Linked DNA regions of Mus musculus: region 2 is linked to region 1. Evidence: chromatin contacts called from public promoter capture Hi-C data. All regions are on one chromosome and are shown on one strand. Each heading gives the region's core, a stretch centred on a gene start, on an enhancer-like site or on the middle of the called end of the contact. The rest is flanking DNA. Distances are from core to core; before and after follow the strand shown. Region 1 holds the start of Crtac1 (cartilage acidic protein 1). Region 2 overlaps Hpse2 (heparanase 2).

Region 1 (6,243 bases), core at 2,437-4,936:
GCAGAGAAAAGGGGGTACTGGTCAGGTGCTAGGGCTTAAGTCAAAGGCCAGCAGACTATCCTTTAAGTGTAAACTTATTTACTGTTGACCTTGAGCTCCAAAGAGCCTTATACCAGGATGGGGGTGGGGCATCTTTGTGGCTAAACAACTCAAACAGGGTCAGAACTGTGTAGTCAGAGGTTCCCCAAGCTCTCCATGTCTCCATCTTGCTCCCTGCCTCAGACTCTCACCCAGCCCCTCGGGCTGCACACTCTGCTGCCCGAGGAACGCCAAAAGCATATTCCACACGTAGTCAGGTGAGTACCAAGCACTTAAGCCCAGATGACCACTATGACAGGCGCCTCCTCCAGTGAATCCTCGAAAGTCCCAAACAGTTTTGACCTCAACACCCAGCTGTCCCAGGACTCGGGAGCCTCTCCCTGCTTCTTGTCTGCCTTTCTGGTCTGCATCCTTCCTGGACGAGTTCATCTCTGAGGGTTCTCCCATCTCTAGTCGTTCTGAGCTAACCCTGGCCCCATGGAAGGCTCCTTCCTCTCTGTCTGCCACAGTTATACCTCCAGAACCAACTGTTCCCCTGGGGGTGGGGGTTGAAGCATCTCTCTAAGAAGGAGTTTCTGTCTATTTTCACCCTAGACAAAGGCCCATCCTGACCACCTGTCACTCATTGATACCTGTCACCATTGACACGTGATGCATGCATGCTCCCTGAGAAAAAGAGGACAACCCAGAGAAATGGCTTCATGTGAGAAAGGGGTTACTTTTTCACATCCTTAGAGTGCCGATCACCATTTGTGATTTTCCATCCACTGCTGCTGCTGCTTCTGCAACTCTCACGAAGAATTCATTTCTTCAGGGACAACCAGCCTAAAACACAGTCTTTCTCTTCAATTTCAAATGTCCAAATCCCCAAGAGGTAAAATATTTGGGATTTGTTTGGGGTTTTGCTACTTTGCTACTTCAACTCATCTGGAGACAAATCCTGACCTAAACTGACACGAAACCACTTTCCCTTCAATGCTTACTCTAGAAATCCTGACATTTCGCTGCGGAAATATGAATGTGTCTGATTTTCAGATGCGACTCCAGACCTCACAGGATGGTGCAACATGTTTGGCACCTCTCTGAATTCTAAAACACCCTGCCTTCAAGGGTTTCTAGACACAGGCAACATTAGGAGAATTAGAAATTCTAGGACCAGATCTGCCCATCCCATCCCATCCCTTATCCCTCGAAGGACTCCCTGAGTGGAACACCTGTCACTTTACATTTCACTGTCCTTTCCTGGCACCTTGGCTCTGTCATCCCCTTCCCTGACTAGAGAGAGTGAGATCATTGCAGGGTTGTTTTGCACCGACAACCTATTCACATCTGGGTGGCTAATGTTGATAATTACTGAGCTGGTTACTAAATCTGTCAGGTTTAGGTGAGGTGAGTCTCGGCAGCTGGGGCTGCTGCTTACAGCTTCCCAGGCAGAGAGAGAGAAAGAGAGAGAGAGGTGAGAACAAATCCAAGAAAGGTGTGTTCGGATGCTTGGGCTCCAGTGAGACTGGTTAATTACCAGTCACTTGCTGTCTCTCCGAGTTGGAGCTTCTGGCTAAGGAACAGTCGTGCATCAGACAGAATCCGACAACCTGCTATTTATTTCCACATAAAGAAAGTGGCAGGGACTAAGACGCCGAGGACAAGTGTGGAGACAGTCTCTCAAGTGCCAGGACCACAGCCACACAGATGCAGATATCCTCAGCACAGGGCGGTAGTGTGAGCCATCGGGATGCTGAGCCTACTGCTGCTCCTTTGGAGGGAACTGGGGACCAGGGGTGTGCTTGGGACCAAGTGTACTTGCTGCTGGATGAAGTGTATTGATGCAGAACCTTGGATTATGTTCTAGCAACACCCCCTGCCCCCGACACACACACACACGAGAGAGAGAGAGAGAGAGAGAGAGAGAGAGAGAGAGAGAGAGAGAGAGAGAGAGCATCTTTCCCAGAAGCACATCCACACATCCATTCAGATTCTCACAGGGTACAGAACAGTCTCCGACCCCTAGAGAGAGGTTGATTACAAACCACTGGCCTGGAACCCTGAAGAAACAGGTTGATATTGGGTCGAGCACCCAGAGTCTCGGGATTCCTAATGATCCTGAAATTATACTCGAAAGTCACTTATGGGTAAACGTTGGCCAGTTTTTCCAGAAAGAGACGCCAGTGACTTTCGCCAGATTCTCAATGGTTCCTCACCGCTGAGGAGCTCCTTGGCGGCCCAAGAGATGGACTCTGCCTACGCTTAGCTTCTGCTTTTAAGAGAAGAGCACAAACGGGGCTGACAGTTCTAATCAGTACTGGGAGATAACCAGGTCCAGCTAGGAACTGGTTGACAGGGAACTCTATAGCAGAACCTTCATCCAAGTCTTTTTAAGCGTCAAACATACAGACGCCAAGCTAGTTAGTGAGTAGTGATCGCAAAGCCTTTGGAGCTGAGCAAAGAGTCCCATATCCTTCTCCGAGGCCTCGGGTCTGGCTTTCAGAAATCCACCGGTCTTATTCATGAAAGGTCAAAATTCACTACTTGCTGAGCACCTATTATAAGCCTGGTTCTATTGTAGATGCAAAAGGTCCATTGATGTGGACCTTAGCAAGTTACCTGCCCCAAACACAGGTATATGGGGAGCTACTAACGAAGTCATCTCCATGTTAGTTGCTCTCCCACCACTACCCTTGGGCCAGAGAGACCAAAGCCATTGCACCCAGCTGTGCCAGCTGGTGACAACGGAGAAAGAGCAAGCGGTAGTACTCCGTGTGGGCAAAAGATGCAGACGCCCTGAGCAGGTGGGCCAGGCTCAGCCCTGGTGGGTGTTGCTGGAGAGGGGGCTAGGTACGGTGAGGACTCTGCCTGCGGGGGCGGAGGGCGCGGATGTGGGAAAGCAGACTCTGCCCGCAGTTGCCTGGGCCGCCGCGCCTGACCGCCGAGCTGCGCTCGCCTGCTCCCCGCCCTCTGGGACCGTGGTGAAGCTCTGTTCCCCATACTGAGCAGTCCCCCGGAGGCGCTCGGACACGTCCCTAGGCTGGATAAAGATCGACTCGGAGCTCGCTCCCCAGCGAGAAATCTCGCCATCGGCGTGGCTCGCGCGGCCGCTCTGGCCGGGCCTGGGAGCCGCCAGATCGCTATCTGGGAGGCAGAAAGACAGCAGCGCGGCCGCTACCCCCCGCCCTGCGCTCCGCGTGGCTGCGGGGTCCTGGGGCTCGCCGGCCTCCCTTCCCCCCCTTGCACTGCCTTCCCCGCGCTCCCCCCCCCCCCGGGGACATCCGCTTCCCGCCCGCCCGGTCCCCAGCGTCCCTCAAGGCGCCCTCTCCCCACTCGCCAGGCCCCGCTGCCTCCTGAAGGTTACGCGGCGCGGCGGCGGGGCGCGGCAGAGCACGGGGGGCACCCGCCCTCGCCGCCGCCCGCGCCGCCGCCCACCCCAATGCCCGCCGCGCCGGGCCAGCCTGGCTGCCGGCTGCTGCCACCGCAATCCCGGCTCCTAAATCAGCGCGGGGAGGCGCCCCTTCCCCCACCCGGCTCCTCGGGCTCCCCGGGCCGCGATTGGCCGCGCGTGCGCCCCCCAAGCTTGGGCCCCGGCTCCAGCTGCCGCGCCATTGGCTGCGGGCCTCCGCCAGCCTTTACATAAGCCCGGGCGCGCTCGAGTGGAGTTGTATAAAGCGAGCGCGCGGCGTCGGGGCGGGAGGCTCGAGGCCAGCCCGGGACCAGGGCTGGGCGCTGCAAGGCGGCGGCGCCAGCGGCAGAGGCAGCATCGAGCGCCCGCGCTCCGACGCCCCCAAGCGGTGGGGCTGAGAGAGCCAGAGGATGGCTCCGAGCGCTGACCCGGGCGTGAGTATCCGCTCCTGGAGCCCCCACCCCTTCCGGCGGAGAAAGTTTCGCCAGCCTAGCGCACCCCTCCCCGCACGCCCCCAGGGGTGGCGGGGATGCAGCTGGGGACCTGGGAAGATCGGGACTGCGAAGGCGGCGACGCTGCTCCCAACTTGCCAAGAGGCGCTGGACTCTATTGGCGCGCAGATCCTCCCCGCGGGCTGGGGGCAAGGCGGGCGCCAGGCTGGAGGTGGTGGAAGAGATGGGAGCCGAGGTGTGGGGGTGACAGCCCACAGTTGGCAGAGAACGTGTTAGTGGCACAGAGGATGGAGGTCAGCGGTTTGAGAAGGGGGCAATGGGGCTAGTAGGGGGCGGAGCAGGTGAAGGCTGTGCTGAGGGTACCCGGGGAGTCACCCAGCTGGCGGGCTCAGTTTGGGGACGACTAAGCTACCATCCTCGGCCGACTGCCAACGCTTCCAGGTTGGGGAAGATCCCCCGGGGCATAGCTCTTCTCCCGGGAAGCCGAGCTGTCTCCCCTTGCACAGCGCTGAGTGGCAGAGTGCTCCCGGAGCCAGCCCGGTACACAGCGTAGCTGCCAGCCGCCTTTTGCTGGACCGAGGTGTGGTCTGGCTTTCTAGCTAAGGATGTTTCAGGCAAGCTCTTTTCTGGCATTCTAGGGGAACCATGGGGTCCCCCCCCCCCTTGATCTTATGGAATCAGATAAAGGTTTTGGTGGGGCAGCAGGCAGGCTTGGGGGCATGCCCAGCAATGCAGCGTGATTCTTTTGCAGTACAGTAGTTGGGAGCCCTGGTTAGTCCCGCTTCTGCAGAAACCAACTAAAGAATCCAAAGTCATCCCAGCTGGGATGGGAGCCTCCCTAGGGGTGGGGGTGGGGGGTTCCTTCTTGAATGACTAATGATTACTATTGCTATTGGGTGGGTTCACCTACCGTGACATCTGTACATCTCATCCGTCCTCCTGGAAGCGTTCATGAGTTGCACTTGAGGTACCTTCTGGGATGGGTGCAAGACTTCGAAAAATGAAGCCAGTTGGAAAAGAAAGCAAGAAGGTTCCCAGAGTAGAGGACAGCGGTTTGATGCTGTGTTGAACCTGGGAAGAACTCCTGGGGAAAAGCTATCAGGGGAGATTTGAAACCATGATAACTTGGGACAGGAAGTACCCACGTTGAATTAAAGCAGATCCAGAGACTTGAACAGTTCCTCACACTTGGGTATTGAGACAGAGACGTGGAGGGTGGAAAAATGGGAATATGAACAGTTGGCCCAATATGGTCTTCAAGGAGGCGTTTTTTCCCCCTCTCTCTTTCCTGTCTTGGTTAAAAAGCCTCTTCTGGAGGCAGGTTCTAAAGTCAATTTGGTAGGCAAGGAAGGGAGTTTAGTTCTTGGTGCTGGACTAGATTAGAACACTTTGGTCTCCAGTTGGTGCTGATAGATTCTGGAGAAGGTTGAAGGCTGCCGGTGGCTTCTGCTCTTGTAGCTGATGGGTTGGGGTTGAGCCATTCACCGTAGTACAACCCTACCAATGGGCATGTGTTCAAACTCCTTGGATACCTGCGTTAGGCTAATGATTTTATGTGTGTGTGTGTGGGTTTACCAATCCATGCCCACCCCACCCCCATTCCCTGTTTGCTTGCAGTCAACATTTCTTGCTGCATTTCCCAAGACCTTCTTTCCATTAGGGATGTGTGCAGTGATATACCTGCTTGCTGCTCTGTCTTCCTTTCTCTGTCTGGACTACACCTGGCCTTCTGAACCCTGGTGCTTATTCTTTGGCACCAGGGTGTTTGGTTAAGGTATCCTATGGTTGCATGGAGGAGCCCTGTGAATGAGTAGACCAATGGCCTATGTAATGCCGAGACTGAAACACAGATTCTTAGAGAGACTAGGCCAACGACCAGGAAATTCTTCTGTTAAACAGGTTGTGACCACCTGAGTTGGTCCTCAAGCTCTCCTGCCTCCTTCCAATCAGTGGAAGCTTGGAGGTGGAGCGGGCTCCTTGGTGACCAGTAGGGGGCACCAAAACCACCTAGCTCAGGACTAGTGACTTGTTTCTTACCCTTCACTGGCCATAGTAACTTAATGCTTTAAGAAAGCTCAGGCTACCAACCCCTCAACAATCATCCATTGTGATTGAGGACACTGGGACTGGGACCCTTCCACCACATGTCCTGTGACTTCAGGTGGTCCTAGGACTTCAGAAGCAGTGGGATGGCAGAATATTCCGGGGAGGCAGAGCCGATACATAGCCCCGCTTGCTCTCTGAGATCATTGTTTTTTTGCTTGGTATCTGTGTATTCTTTGAATTCTTGGAACCTAAGAATATTTAAGACTAGAAAAAAGAAGAGAGGAGCACTGGGGAGTATCTGGTCCACCTCACCCC
Region 2 (6,243 bases), core at 1,313-3,812, 360 kb before region 1:
GCTGAGAGCTGGCCTCTCAAAGCTTTATTGTTTGCTTTGTTTTAAATCCCAGATTAGTAATGTGCAGATTATAGGATTATGAAATGATTTTTCTATTTTACAGTGACTTGACATCTTAAACCAAGATGTTTGCGGATCCACGGTTTTCACTGTTGCTTTCTGAGAGCCTCCCGTTTGTTCTTAGCTCCAGAGTGTACTTCCTTCCAGCTCACTTTCAACAGCTGCAGACTTTCTGCATAGCTGCCCATCATGGCTCGGGCCTGTCCCCTCACACTGACGTGGCAGGGATTTCTGTCCTTCCCGTAGGATGGTTTTTTCATGGTGTGGCCAACATGGCCCTGAATGGCTGGCTCGAAAACTAAGGGCAGGAAAGCTAAGTATGTAGGTGGTTCATGATAGACTGAGAAGAGCCAGCCCTCGTCTTCTTTGTGGTTTGGTGATGTAAATGTGTCACCTTTAGGAGGTGACAAGTTCTACTCCTGTTCATTCCTGCTGATGGGCTTGAGTCCTGAACCCATGTTTCTTGGAGTCAAGAGGTGGTCTATTCCACCTACAGAGCCTACAGCACAAACCTGTCTCCTGGCTGCCAAACACCAGCAACCACTGAAGACCACACCTTCCATGCTTCTGTTTACCTGAATGGCTGAGAGTTATGGCACATATTGCCCTTTGACATCTATAGAACATCTTATTCTTTTTCCTCAGAAGGTCATACAGAGTGCTGATGTGATACACAGAGCACTGTCAAAAGCCAATAAAATGGAGATATTTCTCTACTTGCTTTAATGGATTTCAAGAAGTATCCAGGGAGCCATGACCATAAAGTCATCAGCCTACTTCAAGTGTGGCTTATAGATTAACTTATACTTATATTTGGAAAAACTCTCCACACTACTTGCACTCTGCCATACAGGGAATTTTCTTGCCCCACACTGCCTCTACCTGCTTCACACAAGTAGGGCTGGGGAAAGATGCCTCGGTCTCCACAACGGATGCATTACCTCTGAGACAGAAAGGACTCTAAGAACAACACAGGAGCCTGGAAGCCGGAGGAAAGGAGAGAGCTCTGGCTTGGGATCTGGAAAAGTCTAAAGCCACTATGTTTACCCAGAAAGCCATGCTTCGAGGAAAGGCTTGTAGTATGGGAGGCCATTTGAGGCTGCAAGATAAGCTTACAGAGGTTTGGAAGTACACAAGTTCAAGGCTCATTTTGCCCTGGAGGTGGCAAATCTCACAAAGGACTAGAATATGGGACGCCTGTGGGGTGAGGAGAAAGGCCACAAAGATACACTAGCACTAGACCACAGAAACTGTTGAAATCCGGGCTAAATTTGATTTTCCTTCGATTTGTGTTTTTCTATATAATGTGTTTATTACAGTGTGTTTGGCCACACATTTGCATGCTCTAGTGACTTTTTTGGCTTGGTGGGCAAAGCCTAAGTCTGTTGTAATTAACTTTACATCACAGCGAACCATGCAGATATGAGTAATTCCCCTTAATTACCACTTGGTGACTGTGGCAACTGCTCTTTACAATGAGAATAAGACACAGTTAGCTGTGGAGTCATGGCGCTGTAGTTTCTGTTTCTGGTTTCAATTGTGTCCTGTGGTTTGAGTGTGATATGCCTATGACATGGAGCTTTGAGATGGTTGCAGGATTAAATTTTCTTTTAAAACTGCCCCCCAGATGAGTCTCTCACCAGGTGGAAGTCAGCAATATCAGTAAAAATCTAGGTTCCTTAGCTGGGTGCTCATCTTGTCTGCCATGTGTGCTAAGTTATTTTAAGGCATTGGATGCACATGGTGGAATCCGGTTGTGCAGATTTAGATGGGACACCATTCAAATCATGCCCCCCCCAATCTGCTACATACAGAAAAAGTCCATCTATATCCCTGGCACTGAACCTGTGAGCTTCCCCTGTGCCACGTGAAACAGTGCTAGTAGGCATTTGGAAAAGCTAGATCAAAGCCGTTCAGACCCTCGGTGTGCCCTTCATGGGCAGGATGCAGAGTTGGATGAGCTTCAAGCAGTAAAGCTTCACCCCAGAGGATTGAGGGGAACGGGACGGGACGTTTTCTTCCCAGTCTTTCCTGTCTCTTCTGGTCTCCTCTCTGTAGCAGCCCAGCCAGTCCCGTTCCTGAACTGCTGTGGGAGGAAAAAGCCAGACAGCTAAGTACGAACTACTGAGGATGAAGAAAGGAAGGGAGCCTAGGGAAGGAAGCGTTAGGTCGCAATTGAAAAAAAGATCATTGAGAAATAGGAGCGCTCCGAGGGGATCCAGAGCCTTGCCTGAATCAAAAGAATCATAAGAAAACTCATGAAGCCTTGGCCACCATCACCGATGCATCGGCATTACTCAGGGCCATGTGAAAGGAATTTCCTTTCCTCTGCCTCTCCTAGAGCAGAAGGGACGCAAACCCACGGTCCTGAAACCTGGCTGGGCCCCTCCGACTCTAACCTGGGCCTGACCTGGAGGAGGGCAGGGCAGCTGCACACACCAGTTTCCCAGCCCAGCTCAGGAAGCTGCACTAACAGGTGCGGCCGGGGGCGGCGGGGGACCCAGAACCCGGGAGAGCCTGGCGCCGGGGCCAGCGACTCCGCACCTGCGGCGGGATCCCCCTAGGCAATCCGGCTGGGAAGCTCTCACCGCCCAGGAACTGCATCCCTGCTTCGCGCTCTTCCTTAAAATTGGGCCCCACTCCAGACGGAGCCCCTGCCAAGGGGGCCACAGTGCAGTTTGGGTTTGGGTTTGATTGATACTAAGATTTGTTTCTTTGACACACTAAGCGCTAGGTACACCTCCCGGCCTTGGGGAGATGGGGTGAGGACAGCAGGGACTAGAGGACTAGTTCGGCTTCCTGGGAGCAACCCTGCAGTCTGACGCTCCCCTCGCTGTTGTATAGAACAAGAGTGCCCCCTAGTGGCCGAAAATTAGCGTCGGGCTAGGAGAGAGCAACTGTGCACATTAACACATAAAATTCTTATTTGTTCTGTCTCCTGACCCTACTCCTCTCTTGCTGTCAGTCGCATTATTTACAATCTAGAAGCCTACGGGAAGTGACCGGAAACCTATCTAGACCGACACGTTTAATGTCTGAAATCTAGACAGAATTCAGCTTCTGGACTTGCGGTCTGTTGTCCCCCCTTCTCAATTGTAGTTCTGACTTTAATGTTTCTTGTAATATAAGCTGTATCAGATGTGGATAGATAAGAGAATAAAGAACGTGATGGTCATCAGCCCTCCTATCAGGGGTGAGGACAAGCAGACAGAATTTTACAATCCAAGTCCAGGCCCAAGAAGTGCAAGGAATTATGGGACACTTTCGAGGGGCACTTGTACATGATATAAAGAACAAGCAAGACCATCAAGAAAAGAGTCAGGGGCTGGAGAGAGAATTCAGCAGTTAAGAACAGGTTCTGTTCTTGCAGAGGACCCAGTTTGATTCCCAGCACGCACGCTGAGTAGTTTCCAATCTCCTGTAGCCCTGGCTCCGGGGACTCCAATGCCCTCTTCTGGCCTCCATAGGGGCTGCATTAGTGTGTAAATATCACCCCCTCCATGCACGCAAAAATTGAAAATCAGTCTTTAAAGAAGACACAGCAGCATGTGGAGGAAGTTCCAGACAATGGAAACAGCAAAGACAGAAGAGCCCTGAGATTAGAAAAACTAACCAGAGAAGTTGCAGCACAGGGCGAAGGAAGTGGTAGACAGGGACTAGAAAGGGCGGAAGTTAGAATGAGCCTCTAAGGAGCTGGAGGTGTTGATAAAAGGGCGGGCTTCGGGGAATGCAGATGATGTTCTAGAAGCCAGTGAACGTTTAGACAGGTGAATGGCACGCTCAGATTTCTGTTTGTTCAGGATCATTCTAAATTAAATAGTGAACTTTGCCTTAGGCTAGCTGTTAGGTCTGGGCAGCCTGGCTGACAAACAGGACAAAGGAGACCTCAGGTTCATCCGATCTATCTGTTACTCCATCCTCTGGAGAAACCTAAACTCAGTGTCTAAGGTAGATCTGAGGTCTTTTTCATCTTCCCTTCAAGGCCCCCCAAAATGCCAGTCAAAACCAGACACCAGCTCCGGAGTGTGCTTCTGTTAAAAACAACCCCATAAAAGCATGCGCAGACACAGAGAGAGACAAGGTTGCAAAAGGATACGGTCGTTAGACGTTCTATCCTGGGACCTAAGAAGAGTCAGACCCCTACTTAGACGCTCATGACTACTGAGAACCATAAGACGTGAGGAGCAGACATTGCAGGCAAGCAATGGGGGTGGAGTGGCCGGGCCACGATGCTCCCACGAAGAACTGGAGGGTCAGAGGGCTTGACTCTGAATTGACACATAGAATCCCATTTCAATTAACACATAAAACTGAGAAAACAGGTTTAGAAATTGGAAAGTAACTCAAACTCTGTAAAAACAAAAGGCAATAAAACACAGTTGTCCCAATATTTGGATAGTTTAGATACCCTCGGCAATTCACGGAAACTGGGAATCTAAGAGAGATAGCTCAGCTTTGGCTGGGCCACTTAGTGTTCTGTTGAAAAGTCATGACCCATGGAGGAAGATGGTGATAAAGACAGGATGATAAGAACGGCAAAGAAAGAAATGAGATCTGGCGAGCACCACCCGAAACTCAGGCAGACAACATGAAATAGGAGGAGGCAGTCAGCGACAGCCCTGGCTTACCTGCTTATTAGTTCTGTGACCCTGCCGATGCCACTTAACCTCTCTGACCAGGTCTCAGTGTGCTGTTACAAAAATAACAAAGTTTTCATATTGCACGGGGGCTTTAGCCCTGTCACGAAGGGAATCCCTGCACGTACCAGGCCTGCCTCTTCCTGGCTCTGTGACTCAGATAAGTTTTAGGCCCTCTAGACTTTGTTCATGTGGAACACAAGGCTGCTGCATGCCTGGATTGAATGAGCCCAGGCAAAGCAAATCCAAGAATCCTGCCTTTCACACCAAAGTGTTTCACAATCCATGACCCTTTCTTTCAGCACTGATTGGATTGCAAACGTGCCGATTCCTCTCTGTATACAGCTGAAGGACGGTGTTGCCTTTAGCATGATGTGATTTCACTGGGTGATAAATATTAAAAACAAACAAACAAACATAAGCAGAGAGAAGAGGACAAAAGCGGTGCTAAAGCACATTGTCCCTCTCTTAACAGAGGAAAAGGATAAAGACTGTGAGGACTCAAGGTCTCAAACAGCCTCGCCCACAAAGCCAGGAGACCTCCATACAGATCTCTACTCTTCATTTTTCTTTCTTCTTTTCTTTTCTTTTCTTTTCTTTTCTTTTCTTTTCTTTTCTTTTCCTTTCTTCTCTCTTCTTTTCCTTCTTTCTTTCCTTCCTTCCTTCTTCCTTCCTTCCTTCCTTCCTCTCTTTTTTTTGATGAAAAACACTAGCAGTGATCAATGCCCTCCCATCAAGTGGGAATAAGGTGTCTGGTGAGTGTGAGAAACATCGATAATTCAGATCTTATCTAACATCTCCACTGAGAGGCAGAGTAATTGCTAGTTAATAGAATCTATGAAGGCACTCTCTGCAAACCTCCAGGGAGCCTCTCTAGGGCACAGAAACTAATGGGGGAAGCCTAGAAATTTTGCAAAGGGTCTCAAAGACCATTTACTTATTCCTCCCAAAAAGAAATGTTGATTTCCTGCCTTACACCTCCGCAGCACTGTGAGGGACAAAGCCACGAATCACTCCACATAGAGAAAGGAGGGAGGGCGAAGCTAAGAGAGCCTCATCCACGGGTTAGAAAAGGAAACAGCCAGGCAGACCTGAGGACCCCTCACCACCAGCCTGAGAGTGGAGGACGGGCAGCTGCCCAAGGACCCAGAAACAAACTGCCAGTCAGTTGATTTGCACACACTGGAGGGGACAAATGCCGAACCTTCTCACACCAGTCTTTATCATAAAGTCTCCTCCTTGGGCTGGAAAGATGGTTCAGTGGTTAGTGGTGCTTGCTGCTCTCCCAGAGGACCAGCTTTGGTTCCTAGCACCCAAATCAGGCAGCCCACAGCCAGATGTAACTCTAGCATCACTGATACTATCAGCCTCTGAGAGCGGCCCACACACAGCATGCTATAGATATGTATTCACATAAGTAAAAATGTAGTTATCTTTTCAAGAATGGCAAAAAAAATGTCTTCCCAAAATAATAATAATTTTATAACAGTTTTAAGTGAACCTGTACCTTATTAATCTCAACCATGGCCCCTGAGTATTATTTATT

The links. Promoter capture Hi-C pulls out the DNA fragments that hold promoters and counts their contacts.
Region 2: a promoter capture Hi-C map of hippocampal neurons shows a contact between it and region 1, with 2.6 times the contacts expected there. The contact joins the enhancer-like site here to the promoter of Crtac1 in region 1. A contact is called at or near these places in 4 of 39 promoter capture datasets (the C10 cell line, hippocampal neurons and liver), 1 of 484 Hi-C or Micro-C datasets (embryonic stem cells) and 1 of 115 datasets of contacts at active chromatin or transcription factors (pancreatic cancer cells).

What each region holds. Positions count from the first base shown.
Region 1 is chr19:42,429,231-42,435,473 of GRCm38.p6, reverse strand. Crtac1 (cartilage acidic protein 1) reads left to right here and starts at 3,686. Exons shown (of 15, transcript NM_145123.5): 1 at 3,686-3,864. The coding sequence starts at 3,841.
Region 2 is chr19:42,791,755-42,797,997 of GRCm38.p6, reverse strand. All of the region lies in intron 11 of Hpse2 (heparanase 2), which reads left to right. Among named protein-coding and RNA genes, the nearest start is that of Hps1, 15 kb to the right of the region's middle. Within about 2 kb of position 2,562, at least 57 of the 459 cell types and tissues checked have an H3K27ac peak or open chromatin away from gene starts, as enhancers often do. A contact at or near this core is called in hippocampal neurons, where this site is marked.